2 separate regions of the Drosophila melanogaster genome follow, and region 2 is linked to region 1. The links are chromatin contacts, called in public HiChIP or PLAC-seq maps. All regions are on one chromosome and are shown on one strand. The core of a region is the stretch at or near the end of the contact, and the rest is flanking DNA. Distances in the headings are between cores, read along the strand shown. Region 1 holds the start of HIP-R (Hsc/Hsp70-interacting protein related). Region 2 holds the start of GlcAT-I (Glucuronyltransferase I).

Evidence for each region. HiChIP or PLAC-seq counts read pairs in DNA pulled down with a chosen protein or histone mark.
Region 2: a POLR2A S2P HiChIP or PLAC-seq map of the Kc167 cell line shows a contact between it and region 1, with 2.9 times the contacts expected there. The contact joins the promoter of GlcAT-I here to the promoter of HIP-R in region 1. A contact is called at or near these places in 5 of 107 Hi-C or Micro-C datasets (the D17-c3 cell line, the S2 cell line, cellular blastoderm embryo and 1 more) and 1 of 6 datasets of contacts at active chromatin or transcription factors (the Kc167 cell line).

The regions. Positions count from the first base shown.
Region 1 is chrX:3,787,630-3,792,492 of dm6, reverse strand. It overlaps HIP-R (Hsc/Hsp70-interacting protein related), which reads right to left and starts at 2,524. Exons shown (of 5, transcript NM_166988.4): 1 at 2,417-2,524; 2 at 2,157-2,363; 3 at 1,955-2,076; 4 at 1,091-1,737; 5 at 16-1,016. The coding sequence starts at 2,329. The coding sequence ends at 825. It overlaps Tlk (Tousled-like kinase), which reads right to left. Exons shown (of 9, transcript NM_001144680.3): 9 at 3,675-4,863.
Region 2 is chrX:4,128,838-4,133,700 of dm6, reverse strand. GlcAT-I (Glucuronyltransferase I) reads right to left here and starts at 2,490. Exons shown (of 2, transcript NM_167003.3): 1 at 2,207-2,490; 2 at 868-2,143. The coding sequence starts at 2,415. The coding sequence ends at 1,432. tyf (twenty-four) reads right to left here. Exons shown (of 8, transcript NM_001297924.2): 8 at 3,685-4,863. Fas2 (Fasciclin 2) reads left to right here. Exons shown (of 10, transcript NM_001272308.2): 10 at 1-814.

The DNA of each region.
Region 1 (4,863 bases), core at 1,275-3,774:
TGGACATTAGCAATTCGGGTTCTTGTTGATTCGTTTATTTATTTCCATTGATCACTGGTTGAATGAGTGTGTGAATGAGTGTGTGAATGAATGGGCGATTGCTTTCATGTTGGGGGGCTAAATGCATTTGCTTACAATATGATTTAAATCCTACTCAGTACAATTTTGTTTGACCAAATGATGCGATTAGTTTTATCCGTTTCTTCGTTCTCGGTAATTTAGGCTAATATTATTGAACATATATATATTTTTTATTTTCTTTTGGTTGTTTCTCGAGCTTTAGTTCAACTAGATCGATCGGCACCCTTGAATCTGACTTGACGTCTAAACATTTATGTTTTGTTCGTCACAGGACAATCTTTTGATTTACCTGTGAACTGCAAATGTGATAAGTTTTTAAGCATATTCTAGCTCCTTTGTATAGTTTCATTTGCCACTTTAATGGCCGCAAGTATGCTTTTCAATAATATGTGAAGAAGCGTCTCCAGCATCTCCAACATCTCTTTCTTCTCGATTTAAATAAATGTTGCTTATTCTTCTGACTGCTTGTAGTATTTTGAATATTTGAATTTTCTCCATTGTCGCCCGTTCTTTTACGTGTTGGTTAAGTTAAAGCTTAGGAAATGTTTGTTTTTTCTCAGCTGCAAAAATGTGTAAGGCAGCCGCTTTCCCTTTTGTTTTTCGTGTAGTCCATCTTCTTCACCGCACTCTGTTGCTTTCTCTTTCTTTGTTGTTTTGTAATCTCGCTCGATTTCGTGTAATTGGTTGTTAACTTCTTTTTATCGACGCATGTTTCAGTCTTACTACTGCCCCATTTCTAAACCTTAGTCCAAACCGTCATCGACGAAGTCGGCGGAGTCCTTTTTAGGCTTAGGCTCGCTCGGCTTTCCAGCCTTTTCACCCGCTTGGCCAAAGGCAGCACCCACATCTCCACCGGGCACAATCTTCTTGATAAGGTTGTATATCTTCGGGTTCGACGCGTACTTTGTGATGTTACCCGGATTTGACAAAATGTCCTACGAAAGTTAATAAATAACAACGATATGATTACTGCATTTGTATTAGAAATAGAAAAGTAGTATTCACGAACCTGAATGGCGGCTGACACCTCGGGATCTGACATGGCGCCCAGTATATCAGACATATTTCCGTTACCAGGATTCCCACCGGAAAATTCTCCAGATGATCCACCAGAGCTGGCATTGTGCTTTTCCTGCTCCTTACGTGCGCGCCTCTGATCCCGCTGGCGTTCCTTGATCTTACGCTCTGCCTGGCGACGCTCCTGCTTCAAGCGATGCTGCTCGATTTTCTTGGCATTCGGAGTGACCTCCTTTAGCCACTCGTCTGTCTCCTCGTCAAAGTCCAGCTTGCATGCTTGGCGCAAATCATGGGCAGCCAGCTCAAAATCTCCGAGGAGGCGACGGGCGCGTCCCCTGAACTTGTAGCCAGCCGCCAAATCCGAGTTGAGTTCCAGCGCCACGTCGCAGTCCCGAATGCAGGCATTCGGCTTCTTCAGCTTGAGGAAGGCCTGACCACGCTTAGCGTGGAAAAGGGCATTACCCGGGCTCAGTTCAATGGCCTTGGTGTACAAGGCGATGGCCTCGTCGAACTTCTGCTGGCCGTAAGCGGAGGCCGCCTGGGCGCGCAGCTCGCTCGCCTGCTCCACCTCCTCTTCGGTGGCCTTCTTGCTGTAGTTGCCCATGGGTTGGGCGGGGTCGCTGTCCGCCTCGATCACACCTGAAGGCGTCGGAAGTAATACGGATAGAAGATACATAGTTTTAATTGGCGTATTACATATATTAATACTGCAGGATTCGAATTTGGGTAAACGCTAAGTTTGCAGTGTCGAAAGGATATAAGATAAAGCAACTGCCAGCACTGCGACAGCAACGCATCAAAGTCCAGGGTTGTGACCCCCAATGACCACGTGACTCGGCAAAATTTGCACACTCACCCTCCATGTCCAGCTCCACGTCCGACTCAGGATCGGAGAGGGACTTTTCGTCCTCGCTATCCTCGGGGGCATTGGCCGGCTCGTTGGCCTTGGCACCAGCAACACCGCCGAATGGGCACTTGCTGGAAGAACAAGCCGCGGGATGAGCAAATCATACAATCGTGTTGTTTTGAAAATTGGTCAAATAGTTCGGTTAACTTACCCTCCGGCGCTGCCACCGTTGAATTGGCCAGGCGGCACCGTGCCACCAAACTTCTCCACGAAATCTTTGACGAACTGCAGCTGCGGCATGTTCAAGAAGGTGGGATTCTCAAGCGCAAAGTCGATGAAGTACTTCAGCTTCTTCAGATCCCCGGTTTGCATTGTGAAAGCCATTTCTGAATTCCGTTTTGTCTCGATGTTTTCAGATCTGATATATTAATATATTAATATTATTAATAAGCAATATTTGCTTAGCTTTACGTCCACTTTTGCTCTGCCCTATCGATTGGTATGCATAAATACCATGAAAAAGTACTGAGAATTAATCGACGGTATTTATCGCTTCGCTCTTGTATTTTTCAGTATTTTGTGCGTACGATAGTGCTGGAAAATGTGACAACTTTTAAAAAGATAACAGCCATTTTCCGCCACATACCCCAAAACTAAATACATATATATTCACATAGGATCGAGAATGTAATGAGCCACAATTAAGTCCATAACTATTGCTGAAGAAGTTTATGTCTGCCCCCATTGACATTAAAACAGTTTTCTGTTAATCATTTTAGTATTTTTTTATTTTCAATGTTTCGTCATGTTTTTTGTTTGCTTTTGTCTTTTGTTTTCTTGATGTTTTTTTTTTAGCTTTTTTCATTTTGTTTTGGAATTAATTTATTAATTAATTTTTATGTTTACTTATTGATTTAGTATCTTCTTCGCGCTTATCTCTGTCGTCGCCGCCTATTTCGTGTTTGCATTGTTTTTTTTTCGGCTTTCTTCGCCTTTTCTTGTGTTTGGTGTGTGTCTGGTTGAAGGGGTTAAGGGTCAGAAAATGGTGAAAACTGGTGGTGATGTTCGGGTATCGGAAGGGAGTGGGTGGTGTCGATGGCCTATTCTGAGTGCCCTTCTCTCCGTGCTCGCACGCATACAAATATTTTTCATATCCGTTCACTTTAAATAATTTTTTAGCATAACTATTAAATAATTTGTTTATATATAATACATACATATATGTATATATGCACACATATATGTATATTCAGTTTGTTTTTCGTAATTCGTTCAATTTAAACTTTTTAATTATTATCGTAATTATTTTTTAATAAAATACTCAACAAATAATTTAATGGGCTTTGTTTTTCTCGTCTGCTCAACTGTCTCATCGTTTTTTTCTGCTGCTGTTTTTATTTTTATTTTCGTTTTTTTTTCTTTTTAAGTATTTATATTTTGATTCGTTTAGTACTATTTAAACACTTAGTAGGTATTAATTTGTTTAGCTTTATACGCTTGCGTGTGTGTTCTTGAGTGTGACAACTTTCTCTATGAAAAACTCAATAAAATCGAAGAATTAAAGACAAATAAATTAAAACATCTCGTGGTTTTTTTTATCAAACATTTCGCTTGTTTATTTTGTTTCTCTTTTTGTTGTTTCTGTTTCTTGGTTGTTGTTGGTTTCGCTGTGGATCAAACCGAAACCGTTAAGTGATAATAAAAAATAATGATAATGGTAATCAAAATAATAATAATAGTTTCCTTTTAAATATGTATAATTTATAATTTAAAGATGTGCATTTTACATAATTATATAATAGATAGATTCGCTCTCATTCTCTATGCATCTCCTTTCATTATCTTCACATTCCTTGCTTTCCTTTATCTTTTATCAAATTAAATTAACACACACTCGCATCCAATCGTTATCGACAATCGATGACATCACATCGATATACACACACATTTAGATATCGACCATTATGGGCTAATTCTAACGGTTACATTAAACGGAAAAAAAAATCGGAATCATTATCCTCATATCATTATTCTTTATAGAGATGCAAAAAAAAAATTTAATCTTACAAACTGATTGGCTAAAATTAAAGGAAAGTACGTACATATACAAATTTGCATACAAATCTGAAATGGTTCTTCTGGTTTTTTATGTTTTTTTGCTGGTTTTCTTCATTAATTTAAACTTTAATTAGGCATAAATTATTTATATAAATATTTACAATGCTCTTTGCTATTTTTAGGGAGTTCTTGCCGCTGCTTTATTACTCTTGTTCTGCTTGCCGTCCTTATCTGCGTCCATTTTTGTTTCTTTCTATCGCGATATTTTCCATTTTTTATACTTATACTCTAAAAACTAATTTCGGGTTACTTTTCATTCATTTTGTTTTGCGTAGACTTAAGAAAAAAATGTTTTTCGCTTTTGGATGAATCTTGCATCTTTCACTCCCCGCTCATACTCTTCTGTTCCTCTTCTGATCTTTCTCTTTAAGGTTTTTTTTGTCTGGCTGTAGGCAGATTTCATATCGGTTTTACATACATATAGATCTATATATTATTGAAACATTTAGCTTGGTAGTTCATGTTTTTTTTTTGCAGGTTTTATATATGTATATATATTTCTATTAATATGCCTTGGATATTAATATTTAATACAATTTACGCATAGTGCATTACAATTATAATTTTAAAATTAAAAAAAAAAAAACATGTATATATATCGATACATATATGTGTAATTTTAATAAAAACTATTACATTAGTTTACTATGTATTTAGAAGTATTTTACTTCAAATAGGTTTATTTTCTGTTGATTTTTCTGATCCGATCTGATCTCATGAATTACGCTTTTTCTCGATTTTTCTTGCATTTCTACTTATTTTCTTTTCTTTGTGGCATATAAAAAAATGGTTTGATTCTA
Region 2 (4,863 bases), core at 1,241-3,740, 340 kb before region 1:
TAGAATTATCCGAGAACTACGAGATTGCCAAACATTAACAACCTATCATAACCCTTCAACCCACTTCCATCGAACAACTGCAAATCGCTCAGTTTTGTGTTAAAAGTATTTTCTTATGTATGTAAAAATTAAACAAAATTGTAGTTAAGAGATCTAAAACGCATTAATCTAATGGATATATAAATCTAAAAAAAATATATATATGTATGTACATGTATTTAAAGTTACTCGTAAGTTTTTTTTTCTACACGAAACAGATAATACAAAATAAAAAAAAAAAAAAAACAAAACGAAAAGCAAAAGCGAACTACGTATATGTTATCACGCCGATCTGAATGTATGTATGTACGTTAACGCCCCATGAGAGACGCATTTTTTATTTGATAGCCGTAAAAATCCTTAAAAACGCTGAGATCCCCCACTTTTCAGTTCGTTGCCTATGAGCTTTGTACCTTCTGTTGCCAATTAAGTCAAGCGCCTTGCCAGAGCTTTTTACCTATAAATATACACGATACTCTATGAAAGACCTATTGAATAACCCACGAAGCGAACCCAAGTCGAGATTACAGGAGGCTATATACACATTTGAATTTGGATGCGATTGTTTGAAAAACTGCTGGTCATTCGAGCATATGAAATATGTTTGCAAGAAACCGAACGCAGCTTTGTTCGGCGGCAGAGTGTAGCTTTTTATATGAACTAAACAAAATTGATGAAAAATTATACACTGAAACTGAAACGGGGGAAATAAATCTTATTTACTGTACTATAATTCCAATCGATGTAGTTTTAATTCCCATTTGGCGGTAATAATAAACCAGTATTGACCCAATCCCTTGTCAATGAAGCAACATTTTTTTTTTAAATAGGTTTCGATAACACTACCAATTTTATTTGCGTCAATTGGGAGGCACACAGGGGAAGCTTATGTATATCTAATGTAACTAATCTCCAACAATTTGCAAAACCTATAGGCCTATATATAATACAATGGGGCAACTTAAAGCGTTCTTATAGCTTAGGTACAACAAAGACAGAGAATTAGTTCATTTGGGTTTACCTTTCGAGGTAAAATAAATAACCTTCGTGCAGATAGACTAGGTACTATCTTACGAAGATATTATACAACTTTTCTTTGAGCATTATACAACTAGTAGTGTTTTCATATTTAAAATTTGCGCAAGTACGCGGTGTAGTTAGAAAAAATCTCATTTGATTTCAATCCGAAAATGTCTGGTTAAAAAAAAAAAAGAGTGACTTAGTCTGAACTTAAATCATCAAAATGTTTGCCTACACCATGTTTTTATAAAATATATAGAAAATATGAAGTAAAAAGTATTAAATAAATTGGGGCTAAACTATGAGGAGACGGAACACATTAAGTAAATTCACTAGGATGATAGTTTGCTATATATACAATTAGGTCCCGGGTTAGACCTCCATGCCGCCATCGGATCGCTGGCCCTTCTTCAGGAGCGCCTCCTCGGCGGCTAGCTTGGTCTTCTCAGTGCGCGTGTGCCAGACGAGCACATCCGTGCACCTATTGGCCAGTGGCTGCAGCTGATCCCTGGTGGTCAGATGCCTCAGGATCTCGCTCTCCTGATAGCCTCTTTGCACCTCGTACGAGAACGTGGCCTGCGGATTCCTGATGAAGAGATCCATGCTGATGGCGAAGGCGGCCATGTCGATGGGGAATGGTCTTTCCGGTCGCCAAGCGGCATTGAATCCGGTCACCTTAGTGCCATCCTCCGTAAGCAGGGGTCGCTCCACCATCAGACCGCCGACCAAACCCACCGGCCAGACGCCCACGCGACCCCTTTCGATTTTGCTCATCTCGGCGAACAGTTCCGTGGAGTAGGAGTTGTCGTCGTCCATGAAGAACACTATAGAGTGCCGATCGACGTCGACATGGTTCCTCAACCAGGCCAAAGCCAGATTTCTTTGCTCCACGCCGCGTGGCTTAATCCAGTTGGGGTCCTTGCCCTTCAGCTTGAACTCAGATGGCGTCTTGATGTTCAGCAACGTGGAACGCTTCTCCAATCCGGCTCTATCCAAAAGGTTTCTGACCAGCGGAGTGGTGGCGTTCGTGTCCTCCACAATGATCCAGTGCAGGTGCGGCAGCAGCATAAAGAGGTGAGATAGTCTGTTGGAATACGGGGCGTTACTTAAAGGTATTGGTATGTATGCGGTTTATGATTTACTCTACCTGGTTAGCTCGGCTTTCTGGGCGGGCCGTGGATACGTTGGCGTTACGGCGTAAATCGTGGGTAACGTGTCGCCTTGGACGAACATGGCCTGGAGGTATTCTGGACCCTGGCATGTGCGCTTCCCGTTTCGGTGCACCATCATCAGCACCACGAGGAAGACAATGATCAGGATGAGGACCTGGCGCGGGCGAATGCGGACCTCCGACATCCTGCGGCAGTTGGTAAAAACCGAATTTTGTTAAAACAAACAAATCGGCGAGCTGTGTGCCTAAATAACGACATGCTAGCGGAACGAACGGTCGCACCATCAAGTTCCGGGCAACTATCGATATTCTTCGTCTCCAGTGTGGTTACACTTAAGGTTTATTATAGGAAATGTATTTTACTATACTTTAAGAATAAAAACAAAAAAGACAACTTATACCGTGTTTTATTTATCTGTTTAAATTTAAATTCTGCAAAATCAACCCCTGACATTCAGTGTCCGAAATTCAGAATTTCACAATTTGACGAACAAGATCATATTGTTCCCAGCAGACACCTACTTCCAATTATGATCGCCTGGTGCGAATTAATTGGAAATCTGCCCAAAACCGCGAAAATCAGTCCTAATTTTGTAGTGCAAATCGGCGAAAAACCTATCCCACGTACCAGGCAAACAGAAATGCTAGGAAGTGACCAACGCCAAAGTGACCAAATTTTGTTTCCAGTAGACACCTTTCTGCTAATTATGATCGCCTGGTGCAAAGAAATTGGAAATCTGCCCAAAACCGCGAAAGTCAGTCCTAATTTTGTAGTGCAAATCGGCGAAAAACCTATCCCACGTACCAGGCAAACAGAATTGCCAGGAAGTGACCAACGCTCATTTTGTTTCCAGTAGACACCTTCCTGCTAATTATGATCGCCTGGTGCAAAGAAATTGGAAATCTGCCCAAAACCGCGAAAGTCAGTCCTAATTTTGTAGTGCAAATCGGCGAAAAACCTATCCCACGTACCAGGCAAACAGAATTGCCAGGAAGTGACCAACGCTCATTTTGTTTCCAGTAGACACCTTTCTGCTAATTATGATCGCCTGGTGCAAAGAAATTGGAAATCTGCCCAAAACCGCGAAAGTCAGTCCTAATTTTGTAGTGCAAATCGGCGAAAAACCTATCCCACGTACCAGGCAAACAGAATTGCCAGGAAGTGACCAACGCTCATTTTGTTTCCAGTAGACACCTTTCTGCTAATTATGATCGCCTGGTGCAAAGAAATTGGAAATCTGCCCAAAACCGCGAAAGTCAGGCCTCATTTTGTTAGGCAAATCGGGGAAAATACGATCCCATGTACCAGGCAAACAGAAATGCCAGGAAGTGACCAACGCTCAATTTGTTTCCAGCAGACACCTTCCTGCTAATTATGATCGCCTGGTGCGAAGAAATTGGATATCTGCCCAAAACCACGAGAAATTAAATAAAAACTCACTATTTTGGTTTTTAATATTTTATTCACTTATATTGTATAAATAATATCCTATGTCTTAATAATAATAGAAAACTAATAATAATAATAGCTTAATTTCTAACACGCCGGTCGCATTTCCGCTCGATGATGTCCTCCAGTTGCCTTCTGCCGGTGCCCAAGGGATAGATCTGATGCAGGAAATCTGGTACCTTAGTTTACACCATCAGCTCCATTCATCAATACTTAAACCTGCAATATCCTATGTGTACCCAACCCTCGAAATTCATTGTAAATCGAATGCAGCTGTTTTCTTTTTTTTTTTTTGTTAAATTTTATTTCGATTCTCCACAGAAATACACTTCTCTCCAGTATATGATAATTTAAACAAATTATAAATTAAATTTCGGTTTCCCATTCAGTTGCTGCTTCTGCTTCGATTGGTTAATCGATTTTCGGACCATTACGATTAAATTCTAAAGCCTTTCGCTTGTTTCGCATGTACAAATATTGGTATGTATAAGTTATATATAGGGATGGGTTGGAATTTTGGGGGATCGGGAATTGGGGGTTACTTAGTAGGTTCATCAGTAGTAAATAGACTTAGTCGTAGACTTTGTTACATGTATGTATATCTATGATTATAGTTCCCACTGTGCTCTCTGCTGCTTCAATTCTCGCCACTCCACTCCGTTCCCAATTATTGTTATTTTGTATTTCAAACTCAACAAGTGCACGCAAGACGGAAATAATGCAGACTGAACTGTACGCAACTCGAGCGATTACTCCGATATCTAATATCCGATAAATTGAACAATACGCTAGCTACGTAAAAACAAAAGGCCAAACTAAAACAAACGATCCTAGTTTTGGTCTGTCGGCCGATGTCTCGACCTTCAAACTCCAAGCTCGAGCCACCCTCGTCCTACGAAAAAGGCGGTTTACTATAAGCGGGGAAAATGAATGTCCGATTATCTTGACTGATCCTTCTTCGTATGCCTCTGTGATTTTCTTTGTCTCGAGTCGCAATTTACTATTTATATACACATACACACAACTACAATATATATATTACATAAATACACACATAAGAAACTTTTTTTTTTGTGTTTTTTCCGTTTGTTTATAAGTAATTAATAATATTTCAGTATTATGTTTAATTACTGGCCTATCGTATAATTTAATTTCATGTTCTTTTCCATACCCTTATATATTC